Linked DNA regions of Mus musculus: region 2 is linked to region 1. Evidence: chromatin contacts called from public HiChIP or PLAC-seq data. All regions are on one chromosome and are shown on one strand. Each heading gives the region's core, a stretch centred on a gene start, on an enhancer-like site or on the middle of the called end of the contact. The rest is flanking DNA. Distances are from core to core; before and after follow the strand shown. Region 1 overlaps Stam (signal transducing adaptor molecule (SH3 domain and ITAM motif) 1). Region 2 holds the start of Arl5b (ADP-ribosylation factor-like 5B).

Region 1 (6,415 bases), core at 2,904-5,403:
ATAGCTATTGAGTACATGGAAAAACATGCATTTTCACAGAGCACCAATAAAACTATAAAATCTCCCATCTGCTCAACAATTTCACAGTAGTTATTAACATGAAAAACACCTAGATCCTTTAATTTGGAAGTTCCATTCCTGGATATCTAAGCTAAGAAAATTAAACTAAACGTTAAAAAGAAAACAAACAAAAATCCTCATTATAAAACTCTTTATGATAGCAATTAAAATTAGAAACTGCCTAGGTGCCTAATACTTAAATGGAGCAATATAAATCCAATCTATAACATACTAGACAGGAATTCATATTCATTCTTATTATCACTTGTTCCTCTCTGTATAGCACTAGAGATCAGTTCAGAGTCTGACACATGCTACACAAATATTCAACTACTGAGCTATATCCTCAACTGTTACCAGAATAAAAATTAAGTAAGTTTAAGTAAGGTAGAAACGAAGTCAGAGAAGCTGTAACAAAGATATATGCTTTGTCTATATTGCCAACATTCTCAGAACAAGAAAACAAGCAATCCGGCTTCCATACAAAGTTCCCGTTACTATTAAGGAAATCACTCACCTCATCAATAAAGGCTGGTTCTGGTTCTGGTTCTATTGTCTCTATCTGAACATCATCATTGAACTGTACCGTCTTCTTCTCTGTTTTAACTGAAAAAAATACATAAAAATTAAATTTTCGTCAATATAGATCTAAAAGTTTAAGTCCTTAATAGAGAATATGGACTTTAGAGACTCTATATAAGGAATAACTGAGCTGCAGACAGCATAGACAACAGCGAACAGTACTTGATAAAGCTGAATAATTCTCTCTTGCAAAACTCTGTTTTCTATAAGAGATCTTACTAAAACTAAGTTATGTTTCTGAAATTAAAAATCACCTACTTCAGAATTAAAAGTTTAATACTGGCATATATAAGTAAGTTCTATAATTTAAAGCAACTGTTTCTAAATGACCTCAGCAGAAACCTGCACTGGCCAGCACATGAGCTTGACTCTCTAGGTTCATTTACGTACAGGTGAAACATTACAGTGAGGTTCAGCGAACTGGCCATATGCACATATTTTTCTTGCTCACCAATCTTTGAAGACCACTTAATGTTAACTAAAAATGTAAGGCTGTTTCCTATGGCAACCTCCAAGTAACACAAAAAACACAGACAAGTTCTCGAGAAGGATTATCTTGTTTGGATTTTTGGTTCTTGTATCAATTATACATAAAAATTAGGAATAAAGATGAAAATGGAGATGTCACAGTAGGAGAACTATGGACAGAAATAATATTCATTACACACCTTAATGTTCTCGATGAAATAGTAAATTTGCTTGATGAATTTCCAAAACAATCCTAAAAAGTATGCCTATTTTAAGAAAGTAGTTAGAAAGATTAAAATCTCTTGCACAAAAGAAAGCTAACAATTGGAGTGGCTGGATCTGAAAGTCAACTGCTCTTGTCTTTTAGCCCTACTACTGGAATCTGGCTTGTGGCTACTGTCTCGTTAACTGCAAAGGTAAGGAACACATTCATTACATTCAAGTCACCGTAAAGTAAAATTCTACAGACCAAAAAATAAATACATAAAATAAAATAAAGGTTTGGCTGATTCATTTCCCCATGGGGAAAAGCAGACATCTGCGACAGACATTCTGCTTGCCATCCTGCACTATTAACAAGTAGAAAACTGGGACATCTCTGCATTCACTGCTATTACCCAAAAGAAAACACATGGCAGACTTCACAGAACTTATAAGACACAAGTTTGCAGCCCCCTTTCTCATAGGAACTGATACTAAATGTGTATGATGTACTATTCACACATATATAGTGGCATATTTTCTCAATATCTGTCTCTAAAATCACATAAGTGAGGCATATGTGTGCATGTGACAGGTCAAGTAAGACTGGCTTCTGTTTCCTGTAAAAGAGTGATGCTACACACATTCTGCTAGCACATTCTCCAAAGCTGAGGATGAGGACTGATTATATAAGTTCTGATCTTCCTGTTTCTTGTACAGTGTCCAGAGTGAAACATATAAAAATCACAAGACTTATAGTAAAGCAGCAGAGTTGGATGAAAGAGAAAGACTTAAATAGCTACATATCAGACATATGATCTTGGCTCTCATCTTGAAAAGAAGCCCAAAGAAGTTCTAAGCTTGCCAACAGCTGACACTGAAAAGAGCCCAAAATACAAAAAGAAAAAAACCTCTAGCAGACCAGATTATTAAAAAACATGACACATTACGCATGGTAATTCAAATATGTCTATATAGGCTTTTAAATCTATTTTTAAAAGACTATGCATACATGTCGGTGTGTGTCAGTGTGTGTGCATACATGTCCGTGTGTGTGTCAGTGTATGTGCATGCACTTACAGGGACCCTAGAAGGGCAAAGGCAATAGATCCCCAGACTTACAGGTAGCCATTAACCATTCAATGTGGGCATGGGAAACAAACTTGGGTCGTCTGGAAGAACAGCATATGTTCTTACCCACAGATGCAACTCTCCAGTCTCCAAGTTTATGCAATTTTTAGTTTCAATGACTTTTTAGTTTTACCAATGGAGAACTGAATTAAAAAGATGGGTATCAAAATTCTTAGCCAGACAGTGGTGACACACACCTTTAAAATCCCAGCACTTAGGAGGCAGAGGCAGGCGGATTTCTGAGTTAGAGGTCAGCCTGGTCTACAGAGTGAGTTACAGGACAGCAAAGGCTACACAGAGAAAAAGATGGGTATCAGGATCTACCTCTACAAAAGTGAAATAGGACAACTTGGTAGCAATGAGAAAGGACCATTTTAAAGGTCCACAATTTCAGACTTGCTAGTAAAGGCTCTTCTTCACTGTTAACATGCATGTCCACGCCATATATTCTAAGAAGATGTATACAGTATATATTGTGGTTAAGATTCAGTACCAGGTGCAAAACAGCTACAACAAAGATTCTTCCTTAAATTTTTTGTCAACTAAAGAGGAATAACAGACCTTGTGGCATTTAACTAATTTTGAATCTTTCTACCTATTTTACAGAAAGAAAAAGTGAGAGATCCTGGCAGATGAGCACAGATTAGGAATTTATATATAAAAGTTCTTTTAAGATCCTGAACCTTTCAGTCACTAACCGAAGTCTTTCCACACTTCCCGTTTGTCAAATGATTCTTAATATGAAGATTTATCACAGCACAACTATGTACAGACTCTAGAGACAGGACACAGCACTATTAAAGGGCCCTGGCAATGTTATCTCCTACTTACATTACAGCTGCCAGTACTACTTCTCTACGATCACATTTGTTTTGTTTTCAATTTAGCAAGGTTTGAAATCAAACACAAAAGTCTTTATGTGACTGATTATATAAGATTTTACCTAGTTTCTGCAAATCTGACAGAGTGTGGCCATAAAGTGGTTTACGGGCTGTACTGAAAAGTCTAAGACTGGACAGCAGAAACACTCAGGAAACAGAGTCTGTAATGCTGCACTGCATTTGCCACGCTTTCTCGGGGATGAGAAAAGAATTCACAGTACAAGACTGCTTCGTGTATTTGTGCCTTTTATGGCACCTATTCAGAAGGAGAGAGAACAAATTCTGGCAGACGTAGATTATTTCTAGTAAGGATCTTTATTTGACTTTTAGAAACAAAGTGTGATTGCGTAGCTCTGAGTAGCCATCACTTGGCTGTGTAGCACCACTCCTTCATATCCTGGAACTGCAGGAGTGTTGGGATTACAAGCACGCACCATAATGTGCACCTTGGAATTTCATTGTTAAAAAAACCTAGAGGCAAAACACTTAAGTCATTTCCCTATAAAGTTGAGCTTACTCAACTTTCATCAAGATTATGGATAATCTACCATCTACCAACAGACTGAAAAGTACTTACTCATTTCTGGTTCAGCAGTAAGATCTGCAGTTACAAAATTAGAAGGAAAAAGCCCCACGCCTTGATGGGTTTCACCTTTCCACCAGTTGGGATCACTGTGACAAACAGGAAAAGAGTGTTTCATCATTAAGAAGGGCTTATTCTGTAGTCCTAGCATTTATCCTGCACTATCACCGCAATCCAGTAAAGGAGAGAGCAGTCTCTTCTCGCAAACAGCGAGTGAGGAGCTCCTGCGGCACCCACCATCCGTTAGTGAGGTTCTAAGGCAAACAGGAAGTGAGCCTCACCCACAGAAGCTTTTATAGCTGCAGTTCTTTCCCTCACAAGGTCAGTAAATCTTCGGAGAAGCAATAAAAAGCTAGGAACAGTGTAACGATTATAATCCGCCATGCTTTCCTGGTACTATTATGGTCTCGCATGGATTCCTAACAATACAGCAGAGTTTCGAATGTGGATTTTAGTTGTCTGTCTTTTGTTGCTGTTCTCATAAATAAGAACCTAAAAAATGTTTCAGTTTGTCAAATCACACGTGTAATGTTTATATGTAAACCTTCATATGCCAATCCCTACTGAGCTCCTGACTGTAGGCAGTTTCCCTGCCATGGGTTTTATTTTCTCAGAATCAAATACTCTATTTCAGCCGTTAATGCCATGGGCCTTATACACTTCTCCTTTCCAGCTTTGACACTGGTTATCAGAGCAAATCAAACAGGGTATTATTTATTTTCAATGAGAAATGTTTAATATTGTTTATTTCCTTCAGAATGTTAGAAGAAGTGCAGATCTGATGCATTATCTTTCAAAAGTAAACAAAGCTTGCATCATTCTCAACTTCAAAACCACAAAAAACAGAACAAACAAAAACTATGGACTCTTTTCCCCAAAAGAGGCCCTTAGGCGTACTGCCTTGAGTGTCAGGAGTCACCTGGGCTTCTATGTAAGAGATCTCTCACGCTACCCATAGCATATAACTTGAAACAAAACTGTCCCCGTGCCTTCCGTGGAAAAAGTCAGCAAGTGTTTAATCAACACTTTTCCAAAGAATTAATGACCACATTGCAATGCTAGCTAACGAGCCCAAGTTTTACATCAGTTTGTCTGCTTTATGAAAATATTAATGGTCTGAATGTCTATCTTCCTAAAATCCACGTGCTGAAATCTTGTCAGTGTCAGAAGGGGGAGTTTGGAAGGTGACTAATTCATGAAGGCAGAACTTTCTTCAATGGAACTGGTGACCTTATAAGAGTCCTGATCTCTTCTTTGCTCCTGCTGCTACATGTGAAAGCATGGTAAGAACACAGCTGTGTCTCAACCAGAAAGAGCCCTCACCATTTTCCAAATCTGCCAGAGCTTGGAGTTTTCAATCTCAGAATGTGGATAAGTAAATTTGGGCTATTTAAAAAGACTACAGCAATAAAATTTAAAGTCTTTTATAAAAATAACCTTTATCAATCCAAATTCATTTTTAAAAAGCAGTTACAAATTCTAATGCTTTATGATTCACTTTACATACAAAATCATGTGGGTAAACTCTAAAAACACTGATATTGCGTAGTTCTCCCATGATACCATAAGCAAAAAATTATTATGTTTTATATGGATATATGGTTCTGTATGGATACTATCAAGAGATCATGAACTTCTTCAAATAAACCCACCATATCTTCTAAAACTTTAATCTTTTAAACAATTTAACAATTTAAATTATTGGATGGAGCAAAACAAAACAGGTTTCTAAAACAAATAAAAATTATTTAAGTAACATAAATTAGGGGGAAATTATACTACAAAATGAGTCTGTATAGTTTGAGGCAGCAAGTTAACCATCATCTAAAACATGTTGTCAATATTTTGACTATGTTTGGGAATGACATTCAGTAAGATATTAAAGCAAGGTTATTAGGGATATACTTTTACGAGAGTGTTCAATGTGTAACTAACTGTTACCTGTCATCAAGGACTGTAATGATTTCTCCAGCTTTAAAGGTAAGCTCATTATCCTCAGCGGCTTCAAAATCGTACACGGCGCGGACTTTCCTGCCTTCGTGCTGGTGGTTAGTGAGGAGGTTAGATGTGCTGGGGTACAGCGTGGACACGGGGGCTGACTGCTGCCTTTGCTCCTTCAGGGACAACTCAATAGCTGCAAACAGTGAGAGTTTAAAGACCACCAATGTTAATACAGCCAATAATACACTGGAAGTATTATTTTCCAATAGTATAACAGGCATACCCTCATATAATAACAAACCATTAGCAGTTATATACATTCACTCATTACTGAAAAAAATAAAAAGAACTTTTAAAAAATGTATGTCATTTTAACTGAAAAGGTACAATTAAAGTTGCTCTAGGTGACAGAACAGAAAGACTCCATTAAAAATGAAGCGGCCCTACTTTATCTGAAGACAATTCTTTTTTCTGTAAACGCTCAGTCAGGACCTGTCTTCTTCGTTCCCATTCCAGAATTCGCAAACTCACTCACCTTTGGCTAAATCTTCTTCTTCCTTTTTGGTAG
Region 2 (6,415 bases), core at 2,852-5,351, 920 kb before region 1:
CAAATTGGCTTTGAAACTCACACAGATCTGGCTAACCCAGCCTCCCAAGTGCTGGGATTAAAGGTGTGCACCACTGTGCTTGCCTGAATTTGTATACTTTTAAAGGGAGAGATAAGTACAGAAAATGTTAACAAAGAGAAACCCGGAACAGCTATGTACTAAGAATTCCAAAAGGAGGAAAAAGACACAGCATCTGCTAGGTGCAAGATGGAAAAACTGTTAAAGAGCCGAGCTTAGGCCTACAAAACCTCTCAGCCAATGCACAAAGAAAACCAAGACGATGCCATTTTTACTCTAGGAACAAAATGAAGGGAAAGCAGTAAGACAATTAGAGCAAACTGGCTCCACAGAACCAAATTTTAATATCACACTAATGAAAACTCAGTGGAGAACAAACCGAAGGTCCGAAGCACTGCTATGCAGGGAGGAAAAAAGAGGCATGTAACTGTCTCCTCCTCCTGTCAGAGGGATAGATGATCATGGCTCAAATTCCCAGCGAGCTGTATGATAAAGTAGAATGCATATGTTACTGTGGTACAGCACTTTATGCTGAATAAAATAAAGCCAAGACCTAGCACGTGGAATAAAAACATTTTGCCAGATACTGTGAATAAAGCAGTGAATAAAAAAAGTTCACACCTCAAGGAGATTATTTCTACTGAGTGAGTCAAATGACCAAGAAATTTACAATACAACTATAAACAGAGATAAGCATTACCCAGATACCAGCAATTACACAGAGAGTTGGTACTAGGGCAAAAGCTGCTCCTGGGCATCTATGGAAAAAACGACTCTACCTAGTGAGTCTGGATCGGAAATCTGAAGGAAATCAAGGACGGACTTTTCAAAAGTAGGGAACAAACACACTCTAGGGGACAGGGCACAGGTTTTGTTGGATGCCTAGGAAATCAGCAAAAGCCTTGAATTAAGAGCAGAATTAGTCCAAAGGAAACGATTAAGACAACAGCCAGCAGGCAAAGTTATACTCATCAACAGCTGAGAGGGCCCCAGGGGACAACAAAAAATCTGCTGTGAGGAAGAAATGATTTAGGTGCCAGAATAAATAAGTTGCTGATTTTTGGTTGTGAAAATGAACTACAATTAAAGCTTTATGTCATCTGTCCTTCTGTCGAAGAGAAAAGCTGACCGATAGTGTATACAGTCACAACAAAGAGAGATAAAGACCAGGCCAATGCAAGGTAGAGAACTTTTAAAAATCAAGTTTAAAAAAAAAAAGGAAAAAATAAGAAATCTTGGAAGCGTTAAGAGGAGAGCCAAAACACGCAGTCCCCATATAGGCAAGCAAGTATTCTATAAGAACACATGGTGCCGGGCATTGGTGGCGCATGACTTTAGTCCCAGCACTCAGGAGGCAGAGGCAGGTGGATTTCTGACTTCGAGGCCAGCCTGGTCTACAGAGTGAGTTCCAGGACAGCCAGGGCTACACAGAGAAACCCTGTTTCGAGAAAACAAAAACAAAAAAAAACAACAAGAACAAAAACAAAAAAAAGAACACACGGACAACCATAGGTTAGCTCCACCTGTGATAATTTATCAGCCTTCTATTACAAAATGAAAGACTACAAAGTTCCATTAGACAATGCAGAGCTTTGTAACTTATCCCCAGGAAGATATCACACATAAAAGGATGCTTAGAGCTCTTTAAAAAACTGAGGCAAGAGTGAGGACATACTGAATGACAGATAAGGGAAAGAGCCTGTAGGTTGCTGTCAGTTCTCTGACAACCATCACCCCACTGGCTTCCAGACCACCTCACTCTCACTTAACAGGTAGAGTGAAGACTTGGACATATTATTCCAATGCTAACTCTACCTGGGCACCATTGAATAACTGAAATGAGCAATGGTGAGAAAGATGCCAACACTGGTACTTAATTTGTTGCTACAGAAAACAAAAATTCCAGACTATTGTATGAGTCCGATCTCATTATTCCCCATCAGGAAAATACCTAATGACCAAACCCTTCATGGGTCCCTACTGCTTACTGCCTTGGTCAGCATGTAAGAAAGACCCTTGGTGATCTAATTTCCTGGTTACTTCTGCAATCTCATCAAACAAACAGTAATTAAACCATGTTCAATTTCTTTAAGTGTATCCAACGTACCTCTTTTCAAGCAGCAGTTCATCTGCCTACACCAATATGCCGGATTCTACTCTGTCTACATTCAACCCAAACTCCTATTCCTCATTGAGTCTGTGTACACCTTACCCTGAAAGGCTTCTGCAAACCACCTGAGAAGGATCACTCCCTGGCACCATCAGTCCACACTTACAAATGTCTGCACATTTCGGCAAACAATTTCCTACACTAACTCTTGAGTGTTCTATGAGCACAGATTCTGTTCTGGATCTCTGTAGCTAACTGGGTCTAATCTGAAGGACTGGTTTTCCCACTAGAAGAAATTAATCATGAGCACAGAGAACACAGTGATACAAGCACCTGTCTCTACATTTCAGCAGGAAAGATAAAGAAATTCTAAGATGGCTCTAGAAAAACCAAACAATTATGTAAAGGCAGGCACAGGGCACATGAAGGCTTCCATCATCTTCAATGACTGCCCTTTTCATCTCCCCAGCCCCATTCCAGTCTGAATACGGAATCCTCTAATGAACAGGGATAGCAGCAATAACCTACTATAAAGGGAGAACCAACACTCTGATCATTTTTATTGCTAAGGTGTGTGTGTGGGGGGGGGGGGGTTGATAAAAGGTAATATTGCGTAATTCATTTTTATTTACACAAATTTAATTGTGTAATCAATATATATTTAATTATATGTTGAAATTGTTCTTGACATAGTACTTTTACAATCATTAGAAAATGTTAAGTTGCTGAAAAATAGTGCATGACATTACTGAGAAACATCGCCGGGAGCTTCAGTTTGGACACTCCAAAGTCACTTAAAAGGGAGTATTTATCTGTGGTACTTGCATACACACACATGTGCCAGTGTGCTTGCATGTATTCATAAGCTTGAAAGGGGCTTTTTAAAAATCAGCGTTCAGAACAAGTGAATTAATGCCATTCAAAATGATTTCACGGTTTAAATCCACAAAACAAAGGACCTTAATAATGGCAAAGACTTGGTACCTTCATAAAAACAAAAGTAGTTTATAAATCATGCCCTACAAAATGAAACAAATGGGAACAAAATTTGGTCTTAATACTCAGAAACCATTCTGTTACAAGAAAGACGAAGACTTTATCATTGGACCCCTTTCTGTCTAGTAGTGACTCTTCTCAAGACAGCATTGCTTATTCTGCCTCGGAACAGGTTTTACAACTTCTAGGTAATTCATGACCTGTTCTAGAATAATTACGGCCACGTAACATCTTACACATAACCGAGAGCATTTAGATTTTTTTTTTCACGCCTACGGGGAGGAGGGGAAGCTGTGTGTATGTGTAAAAATTTCAGAAACCCGTGCACCTGAATACTCACTCATTCTAAGTCTTGACGAACAGAAATCAGAGCCAAGTCAGACAACGTGAAGGTGCATTGGCATAGACAAGAGGAAGGTAAACAGTGCAAAACTCCTGTTTCGTGTTAAACAAACGGAAAGTTTTGGGTTCTCGGGGAGACACTTTCTTGGGGCTAATCAGACCTAAAAGATGGTTCGCTGAGACCGGAAAGGCCCGCAAACAGATTGCAGGAATATGTTTTCACCTTGGTTGGCTAAAAGCTGCACACGCGTGGGATTCCTGGCCATCGGGTGCGTCCCCTGCCCGGGCTCCGGGTCCCCAGATCCGAGTTCTACCCCGAACCCTATCCAGATCTCAATCTGGACTTGCCAGCGCCGCGTCCACCCTCCCGCCGGCCTCACCTTGGTTACAAAAAAGGCTCCACAGTTTAGCGAAGATCAGCCCCATCATGAGCCCCGGACGGGACAGACTTCCTGGGCAGCACTCGGCGGCAGGTGCCGCGGCGCCCGCGGTGGAACCGAGGGGAAGCCGATCCGGAGCCGCGGAGCCTCAAGAGTCCAGCGAAGCTTTGGTCCTCCGCGGAGCCGGGAACCGCCGCAGACTCCTTTGTTCGCAGCGCGCTGAGCCCAGCCCCGACCCGTAGTCGCTCGGTCTGCGCCCACCTACCCTGCACAGCCTGGGCTGGCCACGAGCCCCGCCCCCGCCCCGCCTCCCCACCTACGCCCGGGACCACCCATCGCCGGAAGGTCGGCACGTGACGTCGGCGCGCTGACGTCAGCGGGCGCCTGGGACGTGGCGGGTCCTCCCTGTACACTTCCGGTGTGCGGATGGTGGGCGGGCTTGGCGTCTGCGGAGGCGGGGTGTGGCCGATCTGGGGATTTCCTCGGCGCGCGCTCCCTCTCCTGCCACTCTGAAGAAACGCGGACTGAGGTCCAGAGCAGCGGTCATCCCCGAGGCCTGGCCACCGCGTCCCTCGCTGCTGACCGCCTGAGGAACCTCAGCTGGCGCGGTCCTCTGACTGAAGCGGAGGAGTGGGTTTCCGTTCCTGTCCCAGTGTTGGGATTCTAGCGTGATTCTTAATTCTGAATGGAATTGATAGGGACGTGCGTGCTGGAATGCCTGTAGCCAGGGTCCAGTTAAGTTTCTAAAATCAAAGTGCCATCAGTTTGGCCAAGCGTTAGGTGTGGTAGTTAATCTCAAAATCCTTACCAGTTGAAACTGGAAACTTCATAGGCCAGACTAGTCCTTGAGGCCACCTGGCGGGCCCCACATAACCAGAGAAGAAGCCTGCCAGCCTGACCTTGTAACAAGGTAAACTGTCCCATGACCTATTCCAAATAAAACAAATGAGTATAGCTTAAGATGCCCTGCTAGTGGCCGGGCGTGGTGGCGCACACCTTTAATCCCAGCACTCGGGAGGCAGAAGCACGCGGATTTCTTGAATTCAAGGCCAGCCTGTTCTACAGAGTGAGTTCCAGGACAGCCAGGGCTACACAGAGAAACCCTGTCTCGAAAAACAAAACAAACAAAAAAAAGATGCCCTGCTAGTGCTACACTTCAAAGGACAGTGAAGACTTGAAAACTCGGGTACAAGATCACAACAACTTCTTGATACTAAACCATAGCTCCAGCCTCTCCTACAGAGGAAAAGTTGTACTGATCCTGTTCAAACATAGCTTTAATGATCATCCGTTGGACTACAAATTTGAATGAGTTTGTGGTTGCGCAAACTTATCATTTCTACTTTTGGCCTCATTATTAAAAAGCCGACTTAAGATTCTCTAACGCCCTTTTCAGGTTAGAATTTAGAAATTTGAAAGTTTTGCTAACCTGAAGGAAAAGAAACTTACTCTGACTGAAACAAATGATAGATGCTCACAAATACAGTTGAATATTGCCTAAACTAATAAATGCTGATGCATGTACTGATGTTAGGAAAAAATGGAACTTGTTTATACTGTACATGTGTATTGACTATATATGTATGTATATATATAATACATTATATATACATATATATGTAATGCTTGTCAGAAATGTAATGAAAATAGAAAAATCTGAGCATAAGCGTCTTAAATGTAGCTCAAAAACTAAATACTTTTTCTTTAAATATCCCTTTAAGGTTTTGTTGAGACTAATTTCAGTGTTGCCTTTGGTATACAAGAGGTAATATTGATGTGTATCATGGTGCCACTTGAAAATGAATATAGTTTGAGTTCATGAGATAAGAATAACTTCGTGAAAATATTATGAAATGACAACTTTCAGTGAAGTAGAATCCCATTAAAATGTCTCCAACAAAATATAAGTACTAAATTAGTATAAAATAAACTGAAGTTTCAAGGAAGTAAAATGTTAACTTACAAGGCCTAAAAAAAGGAAAATTATATAGATTAGGAGGAACCAATGTAAACTGACCAGGTGATACTTGGAAAAACTTGATATATTTGGCATTGAGTTCAACTTATTAATCAGTTAAGTTAGATCAGTTTGTACAGGCCTTGAAAAAAAGAGAGTTCAAGAAACTGTGTGTTCTGCCAGCTCAGGAAAAAAAGCCACTCTTCAAAAACATCAAACATTTTCATGTCAATTACAATTTTAATCCAGTTTGCTGATTTCCAGATGAACCAGGGTTGATTGAGTGCCCATACGGAAGTTCTTTTCTGCCATATGGTCGAAGAAATCAATATAATTTCATTCAGGAATATCCTATTAGACACTTTTAGATGCTGTAGATGATTAATTGTTGAAAACAATTTAATATCATTCTTGAAAGTAGAAAAGAATGTATTGATAAATTTCTGATGAAGTTGTTTTAAAATTCACAGAGGTTACACAATACCTTGAGCTTCATAATTTTTGCTAGACCAAAATATCTTTAAGTTTATGACTCTGCTCATATGTGAGCAGTGTGGCTTTTTTCTCTCCTCTGTACTTCTGGGATCACCATAGCAAGCCTCCCCAGAGTTT

The links. HiChIP or PLAC-seq counts read pairs in DNA pulled down with a chosen protein or histone mark.
Region 2: an H3K4me3 HiChIP or PLAC-seq map of pro-B cells shows a contact between it and region 1, with 3 times the contacts expected there. The contact joins the promoter of Arl5b here to the enhancer-like site in region 1. A contact is called at or near these places in 3 of 39 promoter capture datasets (the C10 cell line, hippocampal neurons and pre-B cells), 1 of 484 Hi-C or Micro-C datasets (CD8 T cells) and 4 of 115 datasets of contacts at active chromatin or transcription factors (astrocytes, large pre-B cells, memory CD8 T cells and 1 more).

Annotation. Positions count from the first base shown.
Region 1 is chr2:14,128,604-14,135,018 of GRCm38.p6, reverse strand. Stam (signal transducing adaptor molecule (SH3 domain and ITAM motif) 1) reads right to left here. Exons shown (of 14, transcript NM_011484.3): 6 at 6,383-6,415; 7 at 5,848-6,040; 8 at 3,901-3,995; 9 at 578-666. Among named protein-coding and RNA genes, the nearest start is that of Tmem236, 43 kb to the left of the region's middle. Within about 2 kb of position 4,153, at least 99 of the 459 cell types and tissues checked have an H3K27ac peak or open chromatin away from gene starts, as enhancers often do. A contact at or near this core is called in CD8 T cells, memory CD8 T cells and pro-B cells, where this site is marked.
Region 2 is chr2:15,053,006-15,059,420 of GRCm38.p6, reverse strand. It overlaps Arl5b (ADP-ribosylation factor-like 5B), which reads right to left and starts at 4,101. Exons shown (of 6, transcript NM_029466.5): 1 at 3,847-4,101. The coding sequence starts at 3,892. It also overlaps a transcript of Nsun6 not described here.